Linked DNA regions of Mus musculus: region 2 is linked to region 1. Evidence: chromatin contacts called from public HiChIP or PLAC-seq data. All regions are on one chromosome and are shown on one strand. Each heading gives the region's core, a stretch centred on a gene start, on an enhancer-like site or on the middle of the called end of the contact. The rest is flanking DNA. Distances are from core to core; before and after follow the strand shown.

The links. HiChIP or PLAC-seq counts read pairs in DNA pulled down with a chosen protein or histone mark.
Region 2: a contact with region 1 is called in an H3K27ac HiChIP or PLAC-seq map of embryonic stem cells, with 8 read pairs. The contact joins the enhancer-like site here to the promoter of Slc2a9 in region 1. A contact is called at or near these places in 3 of 39 promoter capture datasets (the C10 cell line, hippocampal neurons and macrophages), 3 of 15 datasets of contacts at CTCF or cohesin (the G1E-ER4 cell line, liver and pro-B cells), 33 of 484 Hi-C or Micro-C datasets (the AML12 cell line, B cells, the Ba/F3 cell line and 24 more), 8 of 115 datasets of contacts at active chromatin or transcription factors (the 230-238 cell line, the HPC-7 cell line, bone marrow-derived dendritic cells and 4 more) and 4 of 9 other capture datasets (adipose tissue, liver, macrophages and 1 more).

What each region holds. Positions count from the first base shown.
Region 1 is chr5:38,476,349-38,482,486 of GRCm38.p6, forward strand. Slc2a9 (solute carrier family 2 (facilitated glucose transporter), member 9) reads right to left here and starts at 3,958. Exons shown (of 12, transcript NM_001102414.1): 1 at 3,691-3,958; 2 at 1,047-1,145. The coding sequence starts at 3,783.
Region 2 is chr5:38,519,974-38,525,756 of GRCm38.p6, forward strand. No RefSeq gene overlaps it. Among named protein-coding and RNA genes, the nearest start is that of Gm22249, 24 kb to the right of the region's middle. Within about 2 kb of position 1,593, at least 5 of the 459 cell types and tissues checked have an H3K27ac peak or open chromatin away from gene starts, as enhancers often do. A contact at or near this core is called in embryonic stem cells, where this site is marked.

The DNA.
Region 1 (6,138 bases), core at 2,708-5,207:
GCCTTCCTGATTCCCAGCATCTAGCATGTGACAGGTACTCAGTATATATTTGTTGAATGAATGACTAAACTGCTCTTTCCTGTGGTTCATGGGTCAGTGACATCACACTACTCAGAGTTCAAATCTCATATGGATCTGTGTTTCACAGAGGCCCCACTCTCTTGGGTGAATGCTCTGATGAACTTCCCAGACAAATCAATAGTCCATATCACAAGTCGGTTTTTTTCAGAGATGAATTCAGGTAAGTCAGAGCCTCATCTTGAAATGACAGAGTCAAAGGCCCAGGTAGCTGCAGACACCTGCAAGAACCACCTGAGATCGTTTGTTCCCAGCAGCCTTTAGTATCAGTGCCGATTTTTGAGATAACTTGGACAGCTCCTCAAATGTCAGCATTAGCTCAAGTTTTACAACCCAGACCTGCCTTGGCACTGATGGAGCATGCATCCCTGTGGCACCTGTATCCTCTTGGAGACCCACCAGCCTTGGCTCCCTTGTATTTGACACAGGAGAATGATGTACCGGAGCCACCAGCCTGGCTTATGTGGGCCTCAGGGTGCCCCCAACATGCCTGCCCAGTGCTCAAACCACCTGGAGCTCAGAGCCTATTCCCAGGTTTTTCTAATTTGGTAGCCTCCCTGCCCCATCCTCTACCTGCAAGCCTGGGCTCAGCATCAGCCTCTGCCCCTCCCGTTACCGCCTCCATCCTGCCAGGAGTTGGCAGAAGAAAACCTGGCCTGGGGCACACCTTCTCCTGCTACCAGCAGAGAGCCTGGAATTGACCTCAGGCTGAAACAGGAGCCAGGGGTGAGTCATAACAGGTGGCTCTGAGTGTGAGTAAAATTTAAATTAAAAAGGACAAGTCCGTGCGCTCCAATCTCCTAAAATACTTGCACTGGCATTAAAGTCCTCAAGCCCAGCCCGGTCTGTACTGAAGGATACCTCAGTTCTGCGACAACTCTCTCAATCTCTCTCTCCTCCCCCCATCCACCCTGTTTTTGCTGGTCACCCTGCGTGGGCGCAGCGCCCTCTGGCGGTCGGACACTCACCGGCGTGGGCGCGTTCACCACGGAGAGGTTGTACCCGTAGAGGAAGGAGGACCCGAAGGCTCCCACGAGAGCTGCCACGACGAGCGAGAAGGACCATTTCTGGGAAGGGAGAGAAGACGAAGGTGTCAGAGTGGGATGCCTCCTTAGCCGGAAGGCATCCCAGAGGGAAAATCAGGAGGGAAAAGAAGCAGTTGGGGGTGGGGAGGGGGGGTGCGGCAAGGCAGAGTTCCTGCCCTGAGGTCCCACTATACAGCTGTCTTCCTGCAAGGCAGCCTGAGGGTCTCCGCACCCCCCCCCCCACACACACACCCAGCAGGCCTGTGCTGGATGTGGCCGCTGTCTGATCCAGCAGGAGCAAAAGGCAAAGCTAAGTTGTTAGCAGCGGCTAGCACTCCTTGAGCGCTACCACCAGGCACAGTTCTAGGTGCTTTCTCTGTACCATTCTTCCCTGAGTCCCTAGTCAGTCCAGTTCCACCCAGTGTCACAGAGAAGGTGTGCAGAGCTGTCCCTGGTGCTGCCTGAGGAGCAGCCTGGAGCTGAGCTGGTCCCCATTGCAGGACAAGGCTCCCGACCAGCACAGCTGACTCTTCACCGGGGTCTGAGATGGCTGATAGCCACACAGATGCACACTCATGTGCATGTGCATGTACACACATGCACAGTTCCAGGACAAAGCATCAGCCTACAAGCTGGTCAGCACACCTAAGAATAAGGACCTGCAGATAGAGATGCAGGCGGGGCTTACGCTGAGAATCTGAGAGCTGCATCCAGGTACTCCTGTCCCAGCCTCATTCAAGATGACCACAGCCAGGACCTGGCCATGCTCATGAACACCGAGTCTTAGTGAAGGAAGGCTGACCAGCTGGCACCTGCTGGGGACTGGAGAGCTGCCACAGGCCTGTGGTCTGGTGGAGGGAACCAGGGGCTCTGGCAGCCACCACTTAACATATTTGTGTGCACAGGCATGTATTTTGTAGGTACTAGATCCTGCCACCCCCAGGGGTGTACTAAGACAATGTCTAGTTAAGGGACCAAGATCAGGCACATGTATAGTTTGGGAAACTGCAGTGGCCCCTAACAGCAACTCCATGCTCTGCCCTTAGTCTCCTCTTGTTAGACTCTAGTACCATAGAGTAGTGGGCATCTAAGCAGAGACTGGAAGTTTCTGGGGTTCAACTTGTCCATCTGTCAAATGGGCTTTTAATAACAGTACCGCTGCTGAAAACGCAGTGGGCTGCTAGACACAGCCAGTTCGAAAGGAAGAAAGGAAGAAAGAAAAATGAAAGAAAGAAAGAAAAAAGAAAGAGAGAGAGAGAAAGGAAGGAAGAGAAAGAAAGAAAGAAAGAAAGAAAGAAAGAAAGAAAGAAAGAAAGAAAGAAAGAAAGCTCTTCTTTTATTTCTCTTTACCTCCCTCTGGTTCAGCCTCTGCCAAGACACACAAGCTTAGCTCTCCCCACCCTGCCCACCCAAAGTCCTAGAGGTTTTCTCATTACCTCAGACCCATTGCCAAAGCCCCTTCCTCTGAACAGCTTCCTGAAAGCCACCACCCATGTGCCTCCCCCAGCTCCTCCCCCCCCACCCCCCCACTCCCTGCCATCTCTCATGTTTATCTCTGATTCAACTTTGGATCCTAACACTGCAGCTTCTACAGTGTGTAAGCTTTGACCAGTAACATGGCCACTCCTTGATCAGCTTCCTCATCTTTAAGATGAGGGTGGTAATAGAATCCACACCATAAGGGGTTTGCAGGAGAAGAAGAGGGCCGGGCACTGCATGTGTGCCCTGTCAGGTTCCAGGGGGTGGGGCTTATCCTGAGGGCTGGGACTAGGTTGCTTGTCTCCTGTGTCTGGTGCCAAGCCTGCTGCCGAGGCAGTGTGCAGTTCCTGCGTGCTGGGGGCATGGTGGAACTGCCTAGTGCCAGCTATCTTAAGCCTCTTTTCTAGACCCTGCCACCTCCCCATGGCTCTCAACTCTCATCTTAATTAAGGGTGGACTACTCCCATCAGATCTGGAAGGGTCCTGCTCGGCAAGGGAGAATGGCATATAGAAGCTGTCTCCTGCCTCAGCCCCTCTTCTGGGGCGGGGGGGGGGGGGAGGGGTTTCCTTGCTTCTCTGTCTCTCTGTCTCTGTCTCTCTGTCTGTCTCTGTCTGTCTGTCTCTCTCTCTCTGTCTCTCTCTCTCTCTGTCTCTCTGTCTCTCTCTCTCTCTCTCTCTCTCTCTCTCTCTCTCTCACACACACACACACACACACACACACACACACACACACACTTCTTCCCACTGGACACAGATAAGAGGAGGAGTCTATGATCAAGAGTATTACTGTTTGCCTGCCCTAGGAAAGAAAAGGCAGTCAGCTCTGAGCAAGCATGAGAGAGCTGTCCACCAGAGCCTCATTCTCAGTGCCCTGATGGGATGGCAGAGGTGGTAGAGAGTGAAGGCTAAGGAGAGAGAGAGAGAGAGAGAGAGAGAGAGAGAGAGAGAGAGAGAGAGAGAGAGAGAGAGAGAGTTCAAACTCCAAACTCCAGCGTTCCCGCTCCAGGTGGTATGCTCCACAGCTGCCAGACAGGGGCTGAGCTCTGTCTGGTAGTAGCAGCTACCCAGGCCTGCACCCCCCACAGGACAGAAGCCGGTCTGTGTTTACCTTTGTCCTCCTCTGCTGGTGACCCACAGAGAGCTCCCCAGGGCCACCGGTGTCACACATCAGGGAAGCTAAAGCAAGCTCCCTGGAATCCATCTTTTTTCTTCCTGGCTCCAGGACCCTGGACTTGCCAGGGCATCTCTGCAGCGAGGAGGCAGAGTCCACAGGAAGGAGGGCAGAGCAGGAAGCGTGGCTCTGTGATCATGCCTGAACAGGAAGCGAGCGACATTGCTCCCCTGCTCCCAAGCAACTGAGACAGCTTCGCTCCCCGGAGTCACGCCCAAGTCATGGTTTTTTTTTGGTTTCGTTTTGTTTTGTTTGGCTCCCCTCCCCCCCCCCCTCCATTTATGATTCTCTCTAACAAGGCCAGAGCTCTGGATGGGGCAGCTGGCACAAACCCAGAGAAACCTCCTAAGAATCAAGGCCAAAGGTTGTTGGCTTTCTCCTTAGAAGCTGGATGGGTTCCAGCACTGACTCCTCCTCTTATCTGTGTCCACGGGCAAGTCTTGGCCGTGCTCTGAGCTTCCATTCTGTCGGGGCAAAATGAAATATTGATCTTTCTCTAATTGTCCTGCAGAGTCAGTTCTGCTGCTCAAAGAGCAAATGGGCAGAGCAGCGTGCAGCGATGTCGGTGGCCCTCTCTGCAGGTCCTAACTGGCTCAATAAAAGCGTAACGCGTAACGAGACAACGACCTTGTATGCCCCAGGACAGCCTGAGAATTAATTTACTCTGTGGTCAGTTTGCTTCAATGTCAGTCAGAGAAGTATTTTCAGTGAGCCATGGTCAAGGCAGGCTACGTAAATTATGTGTTCTGATAGGGTGGGAGGGGACAGAAGCAGGCTTGGTCAATGAGGAATGTGTAGGGAGTGAGGGGCAGTGTTCAAGTCCCCACACAAGACTCTGAGAAGCTGTGTCTGGAAAGGACATGTGGAGATAAAGAAGGTGAGAAAGGAAACTTCTGGGGACATGATTGTCACATGCACGTGAAGGCATCCAGCCCAGATGAGACAATGCTGTCCATGGTAATGGAAGGAGACAATGCTGTCCAGGGTAAGCAGGGACCACCCTGGGCGAGAAAGACCAGCCTCGGTTCAATGCCAGGGATTCACAGAGCCCAGGTAACTGCTCAGCCTGACATTCCTCACCCTGGGACACCTTCTGCAGGCACAGATAGCCAGATAGCTGATGCTGGTGACAGGGAAAAAAAAAGCCTACATGGCTGGGGCCTAAGGTGCAGGAGGGATCTGCAGAAGAGAAGTTGGGGATAGCCGCATTCCTTCACACCAAGGACTTCACAGTCATGGTCTCCTTTCTCCCTCACCTGCTCCCCAGCTTCCCTCTGTGCTGTTTTCTTTTCCACTGCAACAGTTCTCATCAGCTAGTAAAAGCTTGCTGAGATGCATCAGGTGACCCCTATCCGACTTAAAACTTCCCGGGTTCACCCTGGACAAGTTCAAGAGCACCAGGATACAGGTGGTTAACACACACGTGCAAGAACAGCTGGGCACTCTGTCAGGGAGGGTGCCAAGGCCCTGTGTCACCCTGTGGCTGTCTTGGGGAACCAACTTGTTTTCTACCCCACCCTTATCTTTCTTATTGTTGAGGACAGGATCCCTGAAGGTCAGATGTCCCTCTTCAGACGGACTATCGTAAATCAAATCTTAGAGGGCTGCCCGGGTGAACGAGAGATGATGACCTCTGTCTCTGCCTCTCTCTCTGTCTCTCTCTCTTACACACACACACACACCCCACATGCACACATGCATGCATGAGCACACACACACAATGATAGTTGATAGTTACCGTGGTTAATAACAGAAAAGAACTATAGGAGGAAGAAATAGGGCTCAAATTTCTTGAAACCCCGGAAAGACTCATGGATATCCCTTGAGTTGCTAGTTTCTCCACTTCTATTCTTTGCCAGGAACAGATTGACCAAGAGAACTGAATCGGGGCATAGGTGTCCACGTAGAGGTTGCAGTGGGCTTACTTTGGCTGTAAGCCAAGGCGGGAGGGGATCTTCTCGGCTGCTAAGTGTTAGGTTTGAGCCAAGCAGACTTGGTGTTCCCACCATTTTACAGACACTAGCAGGCATCCCACAGTCAGGTTCAGGGACAGGTCTATGCTAGGCTCCCTAGAGCCTCCAGACTTCAGGTTATGATAAATCCCAGATGTGGGGCCACTTGCTATCATTCTGGCTCTGCTGCAGGTCTCTTAGTTGATTCTGATGCTAATCTCTGGTGCAACAAAGAGGCAAACAGCCTGTTTAAAATTGTAAGAAAACCTCCTTAGGTGTTCAAACTCCAGGAAAATGACAGGAACTAAGGAATGTAGAGACCTCAGATATCAAAGGGCTAAGGCACCCCCATCTCCCAATGAATGCACCCGAGGTGGCTTTTCTCCACAGTGACACCACCCTCTGTCTGCTAGATTCCTCATTTCCCCACAGA
Region 2 (5,783 bases), core at 343-2,842, 41 kb after region 1:
AGAGAAGTCAACAGGTGAATATAAATGTTAAAGATCACTTTGTGTCCCCTCAAATCATACCATGTAGAAATATGGCTGTCAGACTCCTAAGTGCCTGAGACTGTCTAGGTGTTTGTAGAAAATAAAGCCTTCTAGACATTAAAAAAAAAAATTACCAAGGAGGCTGGAGAGCTGGCTCAGTGGTTAAGAGCTCCTCTTTCCAGAGGTCCTGAGTTCAATTCCCAGCATTATATATGGCTCACAACTATCTATAATGGGAACTGATGCCCTCTTCTATCATGTGGGCTTAAATACAAATCGAGCATTCATATACGTATAATATATAAATAAATCTTTTAAATAATATCAAAAGGGGGGCTGGAGAGATGGCTCAGTGGTTAAGAGCACTTCCGAAGGTCCTGAGTTCAAATCCCAGCAACCATATGGTGGCTCACAACCATCTGTAATGAGACCTGATGCCCTCTTCTGGGGTGTCTGAAGACAGTACAGTGTACTTACATGTAATAAATAAATCTTTAAAAAAAAATAACAAAAGGAATTGACAAGTGAGGGCAAGCTGAGAACTGGGAGGGGATTTGTCTGGAATGGGGGTGTATGTGGCTGGAGAGTCACAATCTGGAGCTCAGACACCCTTGCTTTGGGCCAGTATCCCTCCAAATCACATTGAGTGTGAGGCCAGGGTATCAAGGAACCAGGAGGAACCAGACTGGAGCAGCAGTGGGGTAGAGTCTGTCTAACCCTGGAAATATCTCTAGAGTAGTGGGAGTGAGGACCACTCCCTCCCCTGCCAGGACCTGCAAGTCCTGTACCCCCCAACCCCCATCCCCATCCCCAACCTTAGTCCCCACCTAAGAGGTCACATAGTTGAAGCCAGGTTAAACTTCTCTTCTCCTTATATGGTCATGTCCAGCAAGCACCTGGAATTCCCCATCATGCAATAAAGCATTCCCAGTACCTTAGCCCCAGTCAAAGACTTACACTCACTTCAAAAGTCTCCACCCACTCCTCAGATGTTTAAATAGCCTTTGTTTTCCTTTGTTTTCAATTAAATGAGCTGCTCAATGAAGCCTGCCTCATCTGGAGTTTGTTTCTTACTGTGCTGCCCATTGCCTGAGGCCTCCATCACCCCAGGCTGTTCCTGCCTCCCACTTCCTCCCCTGAGGATCCAGGAAGGGCCAATGAAAGTGAAGCCCCAATGGCAATTGGGGAATAACGTGGAGGAAATTTCTAGAAAAAGGTTGCACTTTGAATATGAGTCTTAGCTAGGGTTTTACTGCTGTGAACGGACACCATGACCAAGGCAACTCTTATAAGGACAACATTTAATTGGGGCTGACTTACAGGTTCATTATCAAGGCAGGAACATGGCTACATTCAGGCAGGCATGGTACAGACAGAGATGAGAGTTCTATATCTTCATCTGAAGGCTGTTAGCAGAATACTGGCTTCCAGGCAGCTAGGATGAGGGTCTTAAAGCCCACACTCACAATGACACACCTACTCCATCCAACAAGGCTACACCTACTACAACAGGGCCATACCTTTATACAAACCATCACAATAGGGTTGGCTCAGGAGTGGCACTATTAGTAGGTATGGCCTTGTTGAAGTGGGTGTGGTCCTGTTGGAGGAAGTGTGTCACAGTGGGGTTGAGCAATGAGACCCTCCTCCTAACTATGTGGGAGCCAGTCTTCTAGTGGCTTTCAGATGAAGATGTAGAACTCTCAGTTCGTCACACACCATACTGCCTGAACACTGCTATGCTCCCATCTTGGTGATAATGGATTGAACCTCTGAACCTGTAAGCCAGCCCCAATTAAATGTAAGAGTTGCCTTGGCCATGGTGTCTGCTCACAGCAGTAAAACCCTAACTAAGAAGTTGGTACCAGGGACTGGGGTATTGCTGTGATAGGGTTGACCATGTTTTTATTTGGAGGTATGTGGATTTTGAGACTTTGGGTTTGGAAAACAGTGAAAGGCTTTAAGTAGGAGCTTAATTATCCATCCTAGTAGAAATATGGAAGGCTTTGTTGCTGCTTGATTTGAACTGTACAGACCTGACCCAAGAGGTTTCCAGTGGAGAATTTCAGTAGGTGGCCCTTTCTATTCTTGACTCTAAAACGAGAGCCATTTGACTGAAGCTGTCAAGTTCTGCTGCTTGCTGGGCTGGGACACCCCCCTCCTCATTCTACCAGCCTTCTGTTTTCCAAATCCCTCACTGCTTAAGCTTGACTGTCCTGGAACTTATTCTGTAGATTGACCTTGAACTCAAGAGATCTGCATGGCTATGTCTCCAGAAGGTTGGGATTAAAGGTATGTACTTGGACTTTAAGTTTTTCTTCACTTAGAATTTGCTATGTCCCATGTTGGCCTTGAACTCAGAAATCTGCTTGTCTCTGGAGATTAAAGACCTGTGCTACCTTGCCTGGGCCTAAGCTCTTCATGGCCACTATGCCTCAAGATCAGGATCAAACGCATGCTCCCTGTTTCTGGTTTGTAGCCTCTCACCACCATTGGAAACAACCTTTAATGTTCACCCAGAGGAGTAATTACACTCTTGTTTATGTGTTTATTTATGGTGTTGGTGATGGAATATGGGGGTCTCCTGCTAGACAGTCACTGTCCCACTGAGCTGTATCTCTAGCCCTGTTTTTCTTAGGAAAATTTCCCTTTTGAATAATAATATATAAAAAAGTAAGAATTAAAGGAAATATATATATATATATATATATATGTATATAATTTTTTACTCACTCATTTTACATCCCACTCACTGCCCCCCTCCCACATCCCTTCCTCCAGTCTTCCCTCCCCTTCTTCTCTGAGTGGGTGCCCCCCCCCCCCCCGTTTCTCCCCACCCTGGCACATCAAGTCTCTGTGGGGCCAGGTACAACTTCTGCATCTTTCTGAAACTAAATGGTTGGGCGAACTTAAGGTTGGTTTTTATTCCATTGAAATAAATTACTGCTTTTTAGAGTTGGTTCCATTCAGTGGTTGTCAAACTTTGTTCTGTAAAACTTTTAGATATACAATCGTACGTAGAATTCTAATTGGGCAGGGTATTTATTAGTTAAAAATAAGCTACTCTATGCTGAAATATATGCTCAGTGTGAGCCATGTGGCTGTTGGGAAAAGCCATTCTTGAGCTGCAAATCAGACCAAGTGTGGTGGGCACCTGTGGCTTTCTGTATGCTTGTGGCACAGCTGCCACAGCTCCGTCCTTTTTATAGCTGCGTGTTCACTGGGCATCAACTGGGTCCGCTCTATCTAGGCTGCAGAGTATTGAGAGCATCTTGCACACTGAAGATGGCATGCAACTGATAAAAGATTAAAAAAAAATCTACCTTGCAATCCAAATATACTGTTAACATACATGTCAGAAACAAAACAAAGCACCTTAATATGTCCTTGGATTTGCCCAGCAGTGACTCAGTTTGCTGTGAATGGGAGGTTGGTTGCTCTCCTTGCCTCCCTTCTGGAGTAAACAGGCTGGGCATGAGGCTACCTTTTTCTGGGGTGTTCTTCCCAGGTTCCAGCCCTTCGGCTCTGAAAGTATGTTCTCCTATAAAGTGGGAATGAGCTTGCGCTCTCTCTCTCTCTCTCTCTCTCTCTCTCTCTCTCTCTCTCTCTCTCTCTCTCTCTCTCTCTCTCCCTCTCCCTCTCTCCCTCTCCCTTCCCCTCTTTTTCTCTGTGCATGTACATGTGCTGAGGACCACATGTCACCTCTTGCCTGCAGTAGTGTTGGATTGTTTTTTAAATTTTTCACACTACAACAGGAAGTCAGTGGCTATGGTTTCAGATTGCTCAAAACAATTAATGTCTGGCTTCTCACTGGTCTATTTTGGGGGAAAGGGTCCAAGATGAAGACCCAGAGCTCTCTGCAAAGTGGATCAAGTCCTTATCCTCTTCTACTGAGACCAGATTTTCACTTGCTTCAACTAAAACAATGAATGCATCACACATTAGTGACATTTTCTAAAATGTAAAACAACGCCACTCTAACTTTAGGGGGTATCTTTCTGGTAAGTGTGCTCTGATAAAGGCTGGGTTTACCAGTTTCTTTACACTCAAGTGTAGTTTTGCTCGGTTTTCAGTGGCACATCACATGGTCACAACCTCTTCCGGGCCTTAAGAAGGGTCTACATTTCAAAGCCTACCAATCCCAGGTCCATACTGGGAGCAAGTGACCTGATGAGGAAAGTCACTTCACTTCACACAAGACTAACCCCAAGAGATCCTTGGAGAAGTACTTTCACACCTAGCTGTCTGGCCGCCACCACCAACATGTCACTGCACTGTCAGCTTCTCCAAGAGAAGTTTGGCAGCAGTTTTCAGTGTCACGTTCAATTTACACGTGTACACTACAAAAACCAAGTACTGAAAGCTTCCAGCATTTGGGAGGTGGAGGCAGGAGGGGCAGGGTGTCAGGGCTAGCCTCAGCTACACATCAAGTCTGAGGTCCAAGAAAAAAAGCAGTTCTGCTCTAACATACTCCTAAGGAGCAGACTGATTCCTTTAACACTGGGAACAGGTACAGCTGAGGGTGTAGCTCAGTGGGAAAGCACTGGCCGAGCATGAGACACCCTGGATTCCATCTTAGTATCATCAACAAGAGTGTACTCTGCTTCCTGACAAATGCCTGGTGTACAGGAGACTGCTCTAGAAGGGCAGTGCTGGGTGGAGACAGCTGTATCCCCGCACCTATAGGAGTCAACAACCTCCTAAGTTGGGCCTTTTTGTCTAAGCATCTAACATATTGGTGTGAACCGGGAAAAACAGTCCACACACCTAGTTTTTAATCCAGATTTCCTTTTAATTGAGCAATTACTTTTAAAGTAATTGAAAAGTACATTTTTTTTTCATACAGTATATTCTGTTCATGGTTTCCCCTCCCACTTCTCCTCCCAGATCCTCCCCGCCTACACAACTCAAAGCCTTCCTTTTCCTTAGTAAAAAAACAGGCAATAATAAATGAAAACAAACCAAACTAGAACCCCCCCCCCCACACACAGCATGAGAAACATACACCTGCTCTCTCTCATCACATATACACAAAACTGGAAATCATAATACACAAGCAAAAGACTTGTAAGGCTATTAAAACACCTCTCCCCACATACCAATGAATTTGTGTTGGCCATCTCCTGCTGGGAATGGGACCCACCCCTACCCATCTTCAGTATGGTTAGTATACCCACTGAGATGCCACTGGAGAAAGGGAAAAGGGTGAGAACTAGGTATCACGTTGCCTAAAACTGGTTGATGAGCCCAGCTGCTGGACAAGCTATGCTGATTCTGGGTAGCCTAAGGGTATGCATGCACGTGTGTCTCCTTAGATCTTTGCTGATTCAGGAAGCCAAAGCTATACCTATAACCCCAAATGTAGCTGACTGGCACAGAGCTATCATTTTGGACCTCAGAAGAGGAGGGCAGGTCCCATCCACTACTGTGAATGCCTCTCCAAGAAATCAGTGCCTGCAACTGGGTGCTCAGGTGCGTGGCCACCAGTAATGACAAATGGGGCTTTCTCACCATGACAGTCTGTGCTCCCTGGACAGCACATACAGATCTTTCTTGTTGAAGCGGTGAGAACCATAGGTGTGGGCCATTTTCTTTTTCTTTTGAAAAGTCCCTAAAGAAATGAAGCCACACTATCACACACACACTCAGAGTTAGATGGTAACACTCGAAATGGGGTCACTTGATGGGTATTCTCCTGCAACATGGTTTCTCTTCTTATAGTTTAAAAATACTATTTTTATGAAAAAAAAAAAAAAACCTGC